Linked DNA regions of Gossypium hirsutum: region 1 is linked to region 2. The links are chromatin contacts, called in public Hi-C maps. All regions are on one chromosome and are shown on one strand. The core of a region is the stretch at or near the end of the contact, and the rest is flanking DNA. Distances in the headings are between cores, read along the strand shown. Region 1 holds the start of LOC107893896 (protein IQ-DOMAIN 1). Region 2 holds the start of LOC107939857 (protein MODIFIER OF SNC1 11).

Evidence for each region. A called contact is a pair of places that touch in the nucleus more often than the background predicts.
Region 1: a Hi-C map of leaf shows a contact between it and region 2, with 2.5 times the contacts expected there. The contact joins the promoter of LOC107893896 here to the promoter of LOC107939857 in region 2. A contact is called at or near these places in 3 of 34 Hi-C or Micro-C datasets (callus and leaf).

Annotation. Positions count from the first base shown.
Region 1 is chrA13:39,504,306-39,507,046 of Gossypium_hirsutum_v2.1, reverse strand. LOC107893896 (protein IQ-DOMAIN 1) reads left to right here and starts at 1,259. Exons shown (of 6, transcript XM_016819037.2): 1 at 1,259-1,589; 2 at 1,965-2,134; 3 at 2,230-2,550. The coding sequence starts at 2,060.
Region 2 is chrA13:38,966,734-38,969,433 of Gossypium_hirsutum_v2.1, reverse strand. LOC107939857 (protein MODIFIER OF SNC1 11) reads left to right here and starts at 1,409. Exons shown (of 6, transcript XM_041084672.1): 1 at 1,409-1,918. The coding sequence starts at 1,581.

The DNA.
Region 1 (2,741 bases), core at 10-2,509, 540 kb before region 2:
TGCATTTAGCTTACTTTTTGTCTCATGTTACAGTATCGTTATTGTATCTAATCTCACTGCTACCGTTTTTTATACTAACCGCAAGTAAACGTGCTGCCTATTCAAACCCACCCTTAGTCACTTACATTATCGATTTGTAATATTTTAGTCATTGAACTGTTAATTATCGTTAATGGTGTAACGATAAGCTGATATGACATATTAAATAATCATTTCAAATAAAAATTTTAGGTTAAATTATTCAATTGGTCCCTATATTTTTTCGTTTTGAGCAATTTAATTTTTTCTTTTATGTTCTTTTCACTTTTTTTTTTGTTTTTCCATTCTTTTTTACTTCCCCTTCTGTTTTTCTCCCTTTTCCATTTCATTTAACATATTTTTTTGTATGCTTTCCATTTCTTTTAATATAACTTTTTTATGTTTCCGAAATAAGAAAAGGCAAAAGTTGAAACCAAAATAAAACTTGCCTCACAGATTCTCACCCCACTATTACATACCATCATCATCCACTACCACCTTGATGAACCAATTTGAATTTCTCAATGACCTAGTCTGCAAGCTTGTCTCACTCGAAGACCTAACTAGTTGTGACTTATGGCAGTCCATCCTAAAAAAAGCTTCCCAAGCCCATTCCTTCAACCTCCAAACCAACCCCTACGGCCACCTTATCTACCTTTCTTATAATATTCTCGCCTCTCGAAACTACGTTGTCAATGACTAAAACAACCACCATACGAAACTTACCCTCAATTTTATCCAAACCAGTTTGGTTCCATGCTCCCTTTCTCTCTTCGGTTCATCCATGTTCGGCTTCTAATCAAACTTGCTTGGGAATATCCAAGAAGGTTTAAATAAATTTATTGCTTGCTTAATTTTATTTTTTAGAAAATAAAAGAAAAGAAAAAAAGAGTTTTGAATATAAAGAATTCAATTTATGTTTATATTTGATTAAAGATATGATTTTTTTATATTGATTAGTTATATCTAATTTTAGTTTAAAATTTAAGTTATATTTAAATCAAGATTTAATTAAAAATAATTGGTATTCGGTTAAAATAACAGGCCACCTCATCTGGCCGTCAGTGAATATTTACTCTATGAATAGATCCGGTCACATTGTATTGATTTGGTAAGGTTAAAAAAAAAAAATTACAGTCCAACGCTCTTGGAAGTTTTAAGGTCGAGTTTTCAGTTTTCACTGTTACACTGAACTGGCATGCCATTATTATAACTTGAAAACGATAGAGAAAAACATTGTTTATCTTTTTAACTGTTTTAGTTACCAAAAGTTTTCGGGGGGGGGGGGCCGGGGGGGCAAAAGAAAACATAGGTAGATGAGTAGGTTTTATTTTCCAACCAATCAAGCACTGGGCAAAGAAGTGGGTCACACTACCAAAACAGCTGTTTCATATTCTCCAAAAGCTTCATTCTCAAGATCTATTTATCTTTTTCTTCCTCTCTATACTACATTATGCAACTAAAGAAACTGTGACCCTTTCAAGTTTTTATCTTCTTTTTTTTTTCTTTTTTGTATTTTGGAAAGATGACCCTTCGAGTTCTTTGAGATCTGGGCATTATTATAATCTCAGGTAGTTTTTGCTACTTTTGGTTTCTCTATTTTTTTCATGGACCCCAATTCAAAGATGCATTTTTTTTGGCTTTTTTTGTTTGAATTCTCTGTGGCATTGTAATGTTAACTGTCTTTCAAAATCTGGGTTGTTTCCCAATTTGTTATGTTAAGTTAAAAACTTGTTTAGATTTTAACGGAGAAATCATGGGATTTTTCTCTTTTTGACTTCAATTTCATTTTCCTTCCTAATTTGCAGTGTTTAATTTTTGATTTTTGCCTTTATGCTTTATGGTAGATCTGCTATTACCATTTATTAGCTATTTGCAATTTTGCTTCTGTGAATATTGATTGGAGAATGAGAATTTTCATTTCTAAAAAAAGTACTATTTTACAGTGAGAAACCGTTGACCATTTTTTACCTATTCCAGATGCAATCAGAAGAGGCTATTCTTTTTTCCATTTAAAAAATTACATTTAGGATAAGATAAGATGGGGAAGAAAGGAAAATGGTTGTCTTCACTAAAGAAAGCCTTCACCCCAGAATCCAAGGAAAAGAAAACCCAGGTCTGAAAGAAGTCCAATTCAGCTATAAATTACCCACAGTTTATTAGTCTTCAATGAGTGTTTTTAATTTTCTTTATTGCTATGTTTTTTTTCAGAAATCCAAAGAAAAGGTTTTGGTAAAGCAAGTGGATTGGGGTTCCAATGATTCTGATGCAGCCACTTTAGAAACTCTCAAGTTGTCCCCTCCTCCCCAGCCACAAGAGGCGAAATTAATCGAAGCCGAGGTTGAACCGAGCGAGCAAACTTACCCTGTGGAAGTTGCCATTGCTGCTGCTGCTGCTGTGGCTTTGGCCGCTCCAGCTGAGGCAGTTGCGGATGTCGTTCGTCGTCAATCCAACACAGGTCCACGGTTTGCTGGAAAATCTAATGAAGAAGTGGCAGCCATCAAAATTCAAACCGCTTTCCGAGTTTACCTTGTATGTGTTGCAACTTCTTATTAGGATACAATGATACATTCCAAAAACACCCTTATGAAACTTTTTCTTGATAATGGCTTGAGTTTATTGTGGATTATTTATACAAGAAGGGGAATGTATGAGTTCTTATCAATTACACTGTTGAAGAGACTTTTTTTAAAGGGACTCAGGTCAAGTTAGGTGATAATTTC
Region 2 (2,700 bases), core at 160-2,659:
ATTGCACCCCTTTTTTGCTTCAAAATTGGTTGTTGTGACATTAGACTTTGAATATAATTTCTTTAGGTTTGAAGTTGGATGTCACGACAGTGATAGTTGGTTGTTGCAATATTAATGCCTTGAAGCTCCTTTTTGCTTCGAAGTTGGATGTCACGAAATCCATATTTGGTGTTGTGACATTTTAGGGATTAACTCTTCAGCCTAAGACGATGTCCTACACACTCAATCAACACATCAATCTTCCCTTAGGCCCAAACTGGCCTAATAGGTCATAAAACCACACTGAAAGATCATTTTATTCAATTAAAACTAAAAATTAAATAATTCTAAAATAAACATTAAATACGTAAAACTACTTGAATACAAGCTCCTTGAGTCATGAAAAGAGCTTAACTTGCCATTGTAAATTGAGACAGATCAATTATATGGGGTTCAAACTCGAATCAAAACTCAATTGGATGTCTTAGGACATGTTATCCCTTTGATTTTTTTTTTTTAAATTTTTTTCGATGATAGAATGTCGAGACATTGGGGTTCATATCTCTAGACTTGGCATCTTATGTCTCTAGATAGGTCTCGAGACATATCTATCATGTTTCAAACCTTTAACTTCGATGTTTATGTCTTGAAACAAAGGAGTTCTTGTCTTGAGACTTGAAACTAAGCAAACCTATTTTAGTAAACCTTCAACTCGCTTGCAGGTGTATCCAATAATTTTGTAGATTATAATCCTCTTAATGTATGTTTAAAAATCTAAAGAAACAATTAAAAAAAATTTAACACCATTATAACTCTCTCAATAAATTATTTTAATTATTTAGTTGTTAAAATATGCTATTAGTTCATGTACTTATTTAAAATTTGAGATTTAGTTCCTATACTTTAAATGTTAAAAATTTAATTATTCTACTTTTTCAATTTAAAAATTCTAGTTTAATCATTATTGTTGTTTTTAATTTTTGTCAAAATTTGTAAATTTAACATATTTATTTTTAGCCAATCATATGTGACGTTATATGAGAACAATTTAATTAACATATCAATTTGATAAATTTTGATAAAAAGTACAAATAATATTAATATTTAGATTGAAATCTTAAAATCAAATAAATAAGAAGACTTCTTTTTTTAATTTTTTTAAGTACAATGACTAAATTTTAAGAATATTTTAATCAGTGTTGTTTGAACAGGACTCGATTAGTCCATTGGATTGGAAGTAACCGAATGATCAATATAGAGAGAAATTTTGAAATGATTAAATCAAAAACCATTACAAACCAGTTAAACCAGCTAGAACTCGATTCAACTGAATATTTTTAAATTTTTAATTAATTTTATCCTTAATTAACTTCTAACTCAAAATAAAAAGTACGTTAATTGAGAGTCGGTCTTAGCAGGCCATCCGGCCCAACAACAGCGAATGAAGAAAGGCGAAACGAAAAACCTTCTTGCCTTTATTGTTTAATCCTTAGCCTTTTTCCTTAATCCTTAACCAGCGAGTAAGAGAAGACAGTGACCCTCACCGCTCACTCTCTTAGGTCTCGGCTCCTCCTCTTCACGCAACTCTACCTACCATTCCCATGGCAACCACCACCGATAAACCCCTCGCTACCGCAAGGAACTCCGCGGCTCCATCCTCCGTCGCCAATTCATCCGCAGAACCGATCTCTAAGAAGACCGCCGAGCCCGCTCTGCCTTCCACCGATAAGTTAGATCCTCCTAGCTCTGATATTTCTGCTTCTGAAGTACCTCTTAAGGAGAGCAAGGGTTGGAAGACTGGCCGGACTGCTGGGGGCTCCGCCTCTGGGGGTGGCAGCGCTCCGGTTAACGACATCCAGAAGAAGATTCGCCGAGCTGAGCGGTTCGGCGTACCGGTCCAGTTGTCTGAGCAAGAGAAGCGTAATTCTAGGGCTGAGAGGTAACTACTTTAATCTCCCCGGGTTTATCGGGAATTCAGGGTTTTTCTTTTTGGTTTTGTACCTAGTCGATCAGAACTTCTAACGATAAGAGAAGAATTTGATTTTTTATTTTGATTGATTTCTGGAAATGTCTATTCGGATAAATTTCTTGAAATGCCATTCGATTCTTGGATCTTGAGGTGCTTAGAACCATTCATTATTGCTATTGAATTCGTTCCTCTAGTTTTTCCTTTTGTCTTGCTCTTCATGTTGGAGCTTATCGTATTTTGGATTTTATTAATTTATCCGTTGATTCTCTAGAGGTGAGTATAACCCTATCAGATCAGAGTCTTACCTAGTTACTAAGCTTGCTTGCATGTTCGCCTGGGACAACTTGGCAATTTAAGGCAAATCCTAACTTAGTTCTATATAATTAGAGAGAAACTATATGGCTTCTTAAAACAGTGTTACAAGGATTGGAGATCGGTCTGATATCAAAACGAAAATTGAAAGGTAACTTGCTACTTTTGTGAAACCTAATTCGATAGGGTAGTCTTATCCAGCTAAGTTTAGTAAGAACAAAATACTATGAATTGGAATATAAGAAGTATTTTGGAACTTTTGTGTGTGTGTGTGTGTGTGTGGTTTTTAATATAAATACATAATTCTAATTAAATGAATAGATAAATTTTGAAGTTCCTGAATGATTTGTTTTACGTTATAATTTTGGAGTGAACAATTTATTAAGGGACTTTAATCTTACTGAATTGGGTTGCTAGTGTTCCTTGATGGGAACGTGCAA